Regions from separate parts of the Mus musculus genome. Here regions 1, 2 and 4 are each linked to region 3. A link is a contact called in public ChIA-PET and Hi-C data. All regions are on one chromosome and are shown on one strand. Each heading gives the region's core, a stretch centred on a gene start, on an enhancer-like site or on the middle of the called end of the contact. The rest is flanking DNA. Distances are from core to core; before and after follow the strand shown.

Evidence for each region. A called contact is a pair of places that touch in the nucleus more often than the background predicts. ChIA-PET counts read pairs in DNA pulled down with a chosen protein or histone mark.
Region 1: an RNA polymerase II ChIA-PET map of memory CD8 T cells shows a contact between it and region 3, with 171 read pairs. The contact joins two enhancer-like sites. A contact is called at or near these places in 10 of 484 Hi-C or Micro-C datasets (the G1E-ER4 cell line, Sertoli cells, Th2 cells and 4 more), 4 of 115 datasets of contacts at active chromatin or transcription factors (cardiomyocytes, effector CD8 T cells, large pre-B cells and 1 more) and 1 of 9 other capture datasets (embryonic stem cells).
Region 2: a Hi-C map of Th1 cells shows a contact between it and region 3, with 3 times the contacts expected there. The contact joins two enhancer-like sites. A contact is called at or near these places in 1 of 15 datasets of contacts at CTCF or cohesin (large pre-B cells), 1 of 484 Hi-C or Micro-C datasets (Th1 cells) and 1 of 115 datasets of contacts at active chromatin or transcription factors (CD8 T cells).
Region 4: an RNA polymerase II ChIA-PET map of memory CD8 T cells shows a contact between it and region 3, with 8 read pairs. The contact joins two enhancer-like sites. A contact is called at or near these places in 1 of 484 Hi-C or Micro-C datasets (large pre-B cells) and 1 of 115 datasets of contacts at active chromatin or transcription factors (memory CD8 T cells).

The regions. Positions count from the first base shown.
Region 1 is chr16:49,502,090-49,504,789 of GRCm38.p6, reverse strand. No RefSeq gene overlaps it. Among named protein-coding and RNA genes, the nearest start is that of Gm4802, 91 kb to the right of the region's middle. Within about 2 kb of position 1,434, at least 86 of the 459 cell types and tissues checked have an H3K27ac peak or open chromatin away from gene starts, as enhancers often do. A contact at or near this core is called in cerebral cortex, effector CD8 T cells and memory CD8 T cells, where this site is marked.
Region 2 is chr16:50,204,615-50,207,314 of GRCm38.p6, reverse strand. The region is part of intron 14 of Bbx (bobby sox HMG box containing); the gene reads left to right. Among named protein-coding and RNA genes, the nearest start is that of Gm4827, 130 kb to the right of the region's middle. Within about 2 kb of position 1,359, at least 29 of the 459 cell types and tissues checked have an H3K27ac peak or open chromatin away from gene starts, as enhancers often do. A contact at or near this core is called in Th1 cells, where this site is marked.
Region 3 is chr16:49,906,130-49,908,829 of GRCm38.p6, reverse strand. It overlaps Cd47 (CD47 antigen (Rh-related antigen, integrin-associated signal transducer)), which reads right to left. Exons shown (of 9, transcript NM_001368415.1): 8 at 2,018-2,049. Among named protein-coding and RNA genes, the nearest start is that of Gm19723, 48 kb to the left of the region's middle. Within about 2 kb of position 1,304, at least 87 of the 459 cell types and tissues checked have an H3K27ac peak or open chromatin away from gene starts, as enhancers often do. A contact at or near this core is called in Th1 cells, cerebral cortex, effector CD8 T cells and 1 more, where this site is marked.
Region 4 is chr16:50,297,510-50,300,238 of GRCm38.p6, reverse strand. All of the region lies in intron 3 of Bbx (bobby sox HMG box containing), which reads left to right. Among named protein-coding and RNA genes, the nearest start is that of Bbx, 130 kb to the left of the region's middle. Within about 2 kb of position 1,303, at least 25 of the 459 cell types and tissues checked have an H3K27ac peak or open chromatin away from gene starts, as enhancers often do. A contact at or near this core is called in memory CD8 T cells, where this site is marked.

The DNA of each region.
Region 1 (2,700 bases), core at 185-2,684, 400 kb after region 3:
CTTATCAAGTCTAGAGGAGGCTGTGTAACATCTGTTCCGTCATTTCCCTACCAATGGGTCCATGCTGGGTCACTCGGGAATTAGTGAGTTCAATCACAATTTGCTACATTATTAAGGTCTGGTCGAGTCTCCGCCCTCTGTTGCTTTCTCTGTCCCTTCAATTTTCTGGGTTCTGTATTATCAGACTGCCTGAGTTTCTATGGAGATTACAGAAGCATGACCTTGAACCTCATCCTGCTTTCTGGTGATAATTTCCTTTGAGGTCTAAAATTTGTCTTATTATTCTTGATTGCTTGGACTTTCGTGACTACATATATTTTCCCTTGGAATTCTACGCCCTTTCCTCCTTGCACTAGACTCAGACTGAATCACACGATTAGGGAAGGGCATTTGCTGCAATCTGCACTCGTACAGAGCAGCGAGGGTCTGGGGTGGTGCGCACTGTTTTGTGAGATGCTCATCTGTCCTTTCTGGATGTACTGATTATAGCCACTGTGAGTCATCAGCTAACGCGCGTATACTGAGCTCATGCCAGAGCCTCAGCCGCCCCTTCCTTTTCCCGCCCATCACAGCTCATGATCCCTTCAGCTTTCTCCTCTTAACCTTAGCTGTTTGGATCTCTGACTTCCTTTGCACTGATGATTATAATTGGGAAGCTGTTCTCCGACATTCGGATGTACCTGATGCGACACAGACTCTCTGCGGATTCAGTTTCCTCACAGAGTTTATTTATAGCTGAGGTTTGACGTTACCTGAAATCAAGCTTTTTTTTTTTTTCTCCCTTGCAAAAGTACTTTCAGTTTTTGTTCTTTGTGGAAGGAAGTAGGACAGACTTCAAGGCACAGTATTTTTGCAGTGCATCAGAACCTTCTTTGAGAGCTTGATTCGCAGTCTTTCAAGTAGACCAGATTTTCTCACCACAGTCAATTCTATGAAATGCCAGAAAGCAAGAGCTAGGCTAACTCAAACACACAAGCAGCCAAATTTAGCTTGACACCCTTATTAAATATTGACCTCATGGGAACTGAGGCTGAAAACAACCTTTGAGAAAGAAGCCAGTCTACACATTAATGGGCTTCCTTTGTTTTGGTTTTGACTGTCCTTTAGTTGCCTAGCCAATATATTGAAACCAAGTTAAACTTCAGGCTCAAACGATTTCCTTTTTAACACATAGCTTTGACCTAGGGGAACTAATCAGATAGATAATATAATTGTTGTTAATCACCCGAGTTTGTAATTGTACCTTTGATCTGTATGCTGAGAAACACTTTGGCAATGTTGACTCCCTCCCCTCCCTCCCCACCTTCTGTAGTTGGTGGGCTTTTTGTTTTGTTTTTGTTTTGATTTGTTTTATCTCCCACCTTCCCCCTAGAAGCTAAGCAACATAATGTGTGAAGTCACCAACTTGCCATGACAGAATAAAGAAGAGATCCAGCAAATGGGAGCCTATGTCACTTAGTTACACTAACACCATTAACACTCAGTCCTTTCAGTAGGGATGCATCAAGCAGCCATAGTTTTGCCTTTGCCCTTTCCCTGTAGCAGGCAGGGACTTGCAAACACTTCTTTCTTTCTCATCTGACAGGTGTTTCTTCCATGCTTCAGCATCTTCAGTTTTTTGACACCTAAGAAAGGGATTTGAATTCAAGGATACTCGAATTCTCTCTCACCCCGCCCCCCTCTGCGTGTGTGCGCGAGTGTGTGTGTGTGTGTGTGTGTGTGTGTGTGTGTGTGTGTGTGGCCTGTGAGTGCATTTTGATGTTTTCCTGGGGCCTCATATGACAGCTGAACATAAGAAAATAAAACCTGCAGCTATTAGCATTGTTTGCTCCATGTGAATGATATCGCACTAATGCCCTAGGTTCTAGAGCTCAGTGAGACTGGTTTTTGTTTGTTTGGGTTTGGTTTTGGTTTGCTTTGTTTTTTTGGCAAGACCCCAAACCTTGTCCTAAAGGCAGCCACATAGGATGTACTCTGTTCCTGAGAAGATTCCGAAACCCACAGCCGCTGCTCATCAGCGCGAGGGTGCAAACCTCTGGTTTTCTGTTTCTTCCTTTTCTTCTCAAATTCTGCTTCCGCTTCTGAGAGTTGAAGCTGCCGTGACGGAGACTCTTCTCATCTCACTCCAGAGCTCTCTGAAGTGAATATGTTAAAGGCATCCAACGAAGGCCCTGCCTGAATTGAACTTTTGGGGTTCTTTAAATCTCAAAAATCTCCATTGCTGAAGCAGCTCTCTTCAGGGTTCCTGGGAGAGCTCTGGGTTCAAACTAGACCCTAAAGGTTAGAACAGGATGGACTAGTTGTTTGTACAGGCCATATTTTTCCCCTCACGGAACTGAGGTTCTTAGGCTCAAGAACTGGAATTCTAAAGTAGTTTTTAAAATAGAAAACTTCCAGGTTGGATGTGACTATATTTAGATGCTTACATTTATTACGCTTGAATTTTTCTAGAATATTCCACTTTTAGGAAGACTCAGCCAAGGGTATTAGAAATGTAGAACAAGGAAGGATGCAACTCCTAGCTGGGCCCTTATGTTTAATTATAGACATTACAGACAGATAGAGGGAAAAGCATTTAGGGAACAAGCAACACAGTAGTGCCCTAATGCCACCAAATGCAGAATAAAATGGTTCAGGATGCACTTAACAGATTTTACTGTGTAAAGGACTCTTATTATGGTAGGAAGATCTACTGAATCT
Region 2 (2,700 bases), core at 110-2,609, 300 kb before region 3:
TACCTATGGCCACATCACTGTCTGTTAAACTTTGTGAAACTTTGCTTTGCGGGGCGTAAATATAGAAAGACAGGATGAAACCACAGTACAAGGTACTTTTAGAATGTGTCAGAAAGAAGGGGAACGTGTCCACCGCCTAGAATCGGCAAGATTTTTCTTGTCAACTGAGAAGACCTACCGTAGTCAGTTTGTCTTTCCATGGAATGTGGTGACTAAAGATTTTTAACTCCACAATGGTGGTATGATGATAGTTAGTACTTAATGACACTTAGAGGGCTTTTCTTTTTGTGAGGTTTTAAAATTTTGATTGTGACCCCATTGAATTAAGGACAGTTATTAGCCCCAAACACCTGATTTAAAAAAAAAATGTAGGTCAATTAAACGATAAAGACAGAAAAAAACAGAATTCTTTCTACTTAAGCACTTTGGACATTACTGTTTCATTTTTCCAAGCAGATCTGTCAACTTTTAGCCCTCATTGGGTTTGCTGTAATCCTAGCATCCTGGAGACTAAGGTGGGAGGGGGTTGCCTTGAACTTTAGGGAAGCCTGGTCTATCTAATAAGTGCCAAGCTAGCCAGGGATATGTTCAAAATCTCCATCAGAGTAGTTTCTTTGCAATTTGTAATATAGTTCCAGGAATTAATGGCAGGCAGCCTGTTTGTACAGGGAGATCTTTAAATGTGATCCATACAGCCCTAACTGGATCTGTTTCCCATGTTTGGAACTGTAGCTCTATAACTCCAGCAAAGTCTCCCAGAATCATAAATCTGGCTCCTTCATTCCTTTCTCTTTTCATTCAGCATCTGACTTGTTTTAGTTCACGGGAGACCAACCAAAGGCAATGAGATTTCAAATACAGCCATAATGATTTCAATGCAACTGAATTTCCCAGTTGGAATGTAAATTCCCGATTCTAGTAGCCTCGTGGGGTGCAGTCCAAGTACAGTGCTGTTTTCCCAAAGAATACTCTTCCACATTTGGGGAGCACTTTGGAAAACAAAGCCGTCTCTTTCTGCCACCGTCTTAATGTGGCTCCAGGAGTAAGCTGGCATTATCACCCTCAGATGATGCACTTCACGTGTGCTATGGTTATTGTCGAGTGTGAAAGCCAGCCCTGTGGACTTGTTCCAGTGCCTGAGGAATTTTGTGTGTTCAATTAAAAGTCTAAAGAGAAGTGACTAATGTGCTTTGGATGGCAAAGTCTTTCTTTCCTCACACATCCGCTTGTTTGAGTGGGGGAAGAAAGGCTTGATTTCCTCCCGAGCTGTTTGAGTTTGTGCCCCACATGCCCTGCCTCTCACTTACTTTGCTTTGGTTGGTGTGGCTGAGTACTGTTTTGTCACAGAGGACTATGTATTTGACTCACCCTTACTGTCCTCAGGTCTTCCATCTTAGTAGATTGTCCCTGAGGGGGTGACCCTGTACATAGGCCTCTGTGCATAGCTGTGTTTTCTGGATTTAATATCAAGGCAAAGTGTGGGGCAAGTGAGACCTTTAGCTCTCCATTCATTACCTCTCTAACACGGTCTTAGCTCTTATTCCATACCTTTGTCAGGTATGAATAATCTGCAGGGTCTATGATTTCTTCTAGATCTGATACTAGGTTTAGGTGAAATGATAATAACAATAATAGATTTAGCTGTGTAAGTTCATTCGGGGGCGCTGACACAGAGTTCCCATGGGACTATATTATACATTGCCTTGCACCTAGTCTGTAACTTGTTACTTCTTTGCTTTCTCCTAATAAGCTGACATCTAGAACTTGACTGTTACTCCTGTCTGCATGTGGACCTGAATTCTCCTCCTGTACCTGGCCTTTAGCAGCCATGCCTTTGGTCTCTAATGTGTCTTTATCAGGGTCATCTGAAGAGACTTTCAAAAGAGCAATACTTAGTAGAATGCTGTTACCTCAGGGCTCACCAGTGAAAATCAATAAGTTAAAACAATGCTAATCCACAAGTGTCCCTCCTAATTGGGACCCTGGACTGACAAAGATGCTTCTTCTTCTCAACACCATTATTTTCTATAAAACTGTTAGTGTAGGCTATGTGGCGAAACTACCCTTTTAGGTCTGAGTGTCTTCTTTAGAGTTAACCCAGCCCAGTTCACATCTGTATGTAGAAACACATGGTCCCACAGTTAGTAAACTGCAGTTCAAGAGGAGATGAGTCCTTGTGTCTGTGGCTGGATTCTCTGAAATCTTGTTATCTCAGGAAGTCAGATGATGTTTCACAAACCACTTGGCCTTTTCTTTTCCTAACACAATTTTCTTTTCACCGTTGGACCCTGTGCTTTGCACTTCTTACCACACGTTTTAGATTTTTTTTAGCAAAGGGAAATGAGTATGTTTTGGGGATCCCCACCTGTGAAGTAGCAGTGGCACTGGGGAGTTGAGCAGAAATCCCTCCAGAGTGACAGGAGGGATAAGCAAAGCTGAGGCTTATGAAAGTGCAACAGACATTATTTGATGTTCATTGCAAATCCAGGTTGGGCTTCTTTCACCTTGTCTGAAGCTTTGAGTTTTAAGGCTATCTAGTCATTAAACTTACTTGAATTATTCCTAACTAAATTGTAGCAAATTTTTTTATTAAAGCTTTTATATTTAAAGAGCTTACATATATATTTCCATTGGCCCATGCTAAGCTAAGAAGCAAAGAACCAGTAGTCTAAGCCTGAGTACCTATGATGAAAGCTATTC
Region 3 (2,700 bases), core at 55-2,554:
TGTGTGTCAACCAGTGCACAACCATGGGTGAGCTCTAAAACTCATCTGTCCATGCATCAACCAGGGCACAATCACATGCAAACTTAATACTTACCGTCATTCATCATTCCTTTTGACTCTTTAAATGCTGAGGATTAGTAACAAGCAGGCAATTAGTCAGAAGGCAAGTTAGTAAGATTTCACAGTTAGAAATAATCTCAACATAAACAGATATGCCAACAACACAATGCCAAGTATCCCTTAACTAGACAGCTAGACTCATTTGAGGCTATCATTCATTGCAAAGCTCACACCCACAGCACCCACAAAAGCAAACAGACTTTCTGGGGAATACAGATCTAGATTTACATAGAAAGTAAGTGACACATTTTGGTATCACTCCATAGTGGCAGCCTGGATTTTTCTAGAAATCAGAAGCCACAGGGATGATTCTTTACTGAGGGTGTGACACTTCATCTTGTCCAGTAAAAAAAAAAAAAAAAAAAGGCTCAATGGTCCCCTTGCCCAAATGTCACTCAGTATAGCACGGGACAGTGAGAACATTACAAAAGCAACACTGCCAATTTCTGATGAAGAATCAAGAAAGTATTGAGAGATCAAGGCCAGAAAACATATGAACAAAAAAAGCAAGCAAACAAACAAAACTCCCAAACTGGATTCTTCCCAAGGGATTGGTGGGCATTCTAACGTCTTTGAGGATCAGTTCAAATTACGATCTGCTAATAGACCCAGACTTATAATGATCACATACCGTTAAGGGGTTCCTCTACAGCTTTCTGGAAAATATTTAAAATATATTTATAGAAAATGTACATTACTTTATGTGTTTTATGCTAAAACTTACACTATCATTGAACTTGTATTATAAGTGGAGAATCCTATGGTCTAAAAGCAAAATGAGACAGCAAAAGCTAATGAAACAAAGCTTCCCAAGGCTAGTTAATAGTTTAATAATAGCTGCCTTATTCTCTTAGTATTTTTTTCTGTGAATAATTCCCTACTCCACCCACCATTCTCAGTTCAAGAAATTCTTATAAAAGTATTAATGTACAAACATGCAAATTGCAGTAACAGATAGAAAACACAGTTAAATAAGAGATGGTAGCAAAGCAGAATCATTTTCACATCATGCAAATTGAACTCAGTAACAGCAAGAAAATTGGTAGGATTTAACGGTCCATTGCTTAGGTTATCTCTAAGCGGCTCTAGGAGAACTGTTAGCTGCTTGTGGCTAACACAGCTGTGTCACCAGTCTCCTCAGAATAAGAGGCAGAGGTGAATTAACACATTCTCCCAAGCCCGCCCTTTGGGCGTGTCCTTAGAGGCTGCCAGAGTTATCTGCCAGTCACTGTGGACAGGAAGCTGAGTCCAATATACTCCCACTTCAGATCTTAATTCCATGTAAGAACTCTCAGGTCTGTCACCATGGTGAGTTTATACAGTAATTTTTTTTCTCATACATTTCCTCCTGAATTTGATCTTTTTCTTAGAATTTTCCCAAAGACCTTATGGAGGTATTCAAATACAATAAAACCTTTAGGAAGGAAAAATGCTGATAAAATCGTAGGTCATTATTTGGAATGGATCTCTTCAACAACATATACCTTACAGACTATACTTTTTAAGGAAGTCAATTTAACACAAACTTTTCTTCCTTAATGTCGTGCTCAAAACTGTCACTCTATAAACTCACATCACACAAATCCAACAGATGGGGAGACACAGTGGAATCAGCTTCCTGCTGATGGAAGAGATAATTATATTCCCCCTCATAGATTCTGCATCTACATAGGGAGTACAAACTTACAGGGACACTTCTGTCTCATCAGTACTTAAATGCCTCAAGGTAAATCTTATGACACAAACAGACCTATTCATACACAGGCCCTGAAATGACTTCAGCATTGCCTTAATTTGATGTCACATTAAGCATAGAACCAAACAGTCCAATGTTCCAACCCCTCATTTTAATCCACCAAACAACTGCTTTTAATTAATTTCATAAACTTGGACTTACCCTAGGAGGTTGGATAGTCCTCTGGTTGGAAGCTGGTATAAATAAAAGCATAAATGCAACCAATAAGATACATAAAGCAATATAATACTTAATTTTAAGATAACATACATGTTCAGGACTAAAGCCAGAAGGTACTAGAGACTCCAGTGCAGGAGTTGTAGCTTTGATGGTCTACTTGAAAACTACAGAGGACTCTTGATTAAATGCATTGACAGGAGAAAAGCAAAGAGATGCCTACAGCAAATAAAAAAAAATAGACTCACTCATGTGCACATGCCTCTCTCATGTCAGATACCTGTCATACCTCATGTTGAAGAGAGGCTGTCAACTACTCACTGTTACCAGGGTACCATCTCTTTCTCCTTCCCAGCTGGGATGGCCAGAATAGGGCAACGAGTGACTTCCCCTCTCTCAACACACTCTCCTTGTTCCGAACTGAGCAGCCTTTTCTTCCTTTCTCTCATATTCCCAGTCCTCAAAGCTCTAGGCAGCTAGCACGCTACAACAAAGCATGAGCCCTTCAACGCCCCCTCCCTCCCTCCCTCCCTCGAGCTTAGAGCTACCCCAGATTGGTAGTTTCAAACCAAACCAGGGCTCCTCCCTCTGTGTATTCCTCCCTGGTGTTTTGAGTTGCAACCTTTACTGCTTCTGCACAGATTAGCTAATGAAGATGCAATAATAGA
Region 4 (2,729 bases), core at 54-2,553, 390 kb before region 3:
TGGTTTGCTGAAATGATATCAGACCCAGTGGTATTCGCAGGACCTTTTAAAGTTATCATTCCTTAATTTGAACATCACTTGCCCTGATCCATACTGTGTGCTCACAGCTGAGGCGGCTAGTGCTGCTGTGCTGGGAGTCAGAATGCTGAATGCTGACTGTGGATGAGTCTCACATGGGAAACTTGCTTTTGGGATCCTGTTCTTTTGGTGGGGTGTTGTGTATGTGGGGATGCAAGGCCACTTGCATGTATGTGCCTCAAGGACCACTTTAAGTGTAGTTTTTAGGGTGCCAGCTATTTTTCCCCTTTTGGAACAGGGCCTCTCAGAGGCCTGGACCTTGTAAAGTAGCTAAGCTGGCTGGTCATGGTCTCTACATCCCCAGGATAGGGAGGGAGTGCAAGCATCATCACATCTGGCTTGTTTGTTTGTTTGTGTTGTTGTTGCTGTGTTGTTACAAAACAAAGCATGGGTTCTGGAGATCTAACTCAAGTCCTTGCGTTTTCAAGGCAATCACTTTATTGGCTGAGCCATCTTCCCAGTCCCACAAACCCCATTTTATAAGAGCAAATAATACCCCAAGTGAGGCAAAGATTTATAATACATGTGAATCTGTGAGTTCTAAATTGATTAGGTATTTTGGAAAGTAACGCTGGCTATCATGGAAATGTAGTTTAGTGGCTTTCTAATGGCCTCTGCCAAATCAGTAGCAGAGGACACGTTGCAAACTAGAGAATAATGAAGAGCAGGGGAAAAAAAAGAATTTATAAGCTTTTAAAAGCTGCATGCTATGTAACTAACAAGAGGTTGCCAGAGTTGAGAAGCAGGTTTTAAGGAAATAGGAACTGTGTGTGACAGGAGACCGCATCTGTAGAGGTAAGACACTACTTTGTCAGTTTGACAGCTTCTTATTCCTGGCCCACTTACCCTGAGGGTATTTAATCAGCTGCTTCCTGAAAAGAATGCTGGAGGTGGTAATGCGGGGTCAACTTTAAGCTACTTGCAGAGTCTCACTTGAACAATGTAAGCACCGAGACTTCTGTAAATGAAATTGAAGGAAAGGAGAAAGGGGAAATTGAAACTGTTGCCTGTATGACATACCCTTTCCTTTCTTTCCTAACCCTTCTTTTCCTTCATCAGCGGTCGCCAGCATCGGTACTGGAATAATTCAGTTATCTTGCCATGACCCTGTATTTACTTTTCAGTTGCTAGCTCTCATGAACTCTAAGTGATGTCTCCCATACATGATGCCTCCTCATGAGTCTGCGTTTTGACTAAGATTTTGTTACTGTGAAAGTCCCAGAAACCACAGATTGTCAGTACAGAAACTCTCTTTACTGATTACCAGATTGTCAATGTTGGTTTCTGTTCTACCTTCATAACCATAGAGTTTTCTTATTACTGCTATTCGCTGATTTGTAGAACAGGAACTTTGAGAACTAACTGTAAACTGCCCTGAGTAGATCCTTTCTTGTCTGCTTCTCTCATTAGGAGAATAGAATAAAATTGCCCCTTAGGATCTTTTCCTGTATTGATCATCTCATTTCAGAAGCTGAGCGAGAAGAAAAAAACTAAGCCATTCTTTCTGCCATCTTTTATTATCAATAAACCTGGTAATTTTAACTTTAAAAGCAATACTTTAGCCATTTGTGTCTCACTAAATGATACAAATTTAAAATACTCACAGGGTTATAATATAGTGTGAACAAATGTGTCCTTTCTATCTCTCTCTCTCTCACACACACACACACACACACACACAATATATATATATATAATCAACTTTTTCAAATTTTTTCATGTTAGTTCAGTGTCATGAGACTATAATCTCAGAACTCAAGAGGCTGTGACAGGAAGATCACTACTTCAAGGCCAGTTTGAAGGGCATGGAAAGTTTGGGAAATGCCTGAGCTATATATGAGAGCCTGTGTCAAAATATACATTCATACATACATACACACACACACACACACACACATGCACAGAGACATGCACATGCATATACACATATGTGCTAAGTTGAACCTTAACCACCTGTAGACCCAGGCTTAAAAGTCTTTACTGTTGTTTGGGCTATGAATGCAGTCCTAGCGTGCTGCAGCTTAACTTGAAAAACCTCTGAAGTTTCCTACAAGTCTAAATCCAGAAGTGACCATGGCCAACTTTTGCCTTTCTTCAATTTGAGAAGTTGTGGATTCCAATTTTAATATAAGACAGCTATTTTTGTTTTGTTTTTCCTTTATAATGGTGTCAGAGGGATTTGTTGTTTTCTTGTTAGAAATCCAAACAGTGCAAAATTTCTGACTGCCTTTTTTCTTGGTGGCCAATTCTAGCCAGGTCCCGAGAGTCACAGTTACGGGCTGGGAACAAAGACTAAGGCCCTTCATGTCTCCAAGTGAGATGGCTGACACACTTGCATCTTGCTCCTCCCAGAACATGCATTTTCTTCATATCAGCTCATACACGGTATTTGCAGTAGAGGAGAAATTGGAATAGGGTTCCATATAACTATTTGGTAACATACCTTCAAGATGAGCCCTAAATTTTTTTTGAAGTTGGTTTAATAGACTCCTGAATATATGAGAAACACTAAAGTCTTACTAGTAAGAAATTTATTTGATTTTATGCAAACTATATGTAATAATTTTATATAGTATTTTTATTTTTATATATATAAATAATGAAAAATAACCCAACAATATATATATATATTTTTTTTTTAATTTAATTTT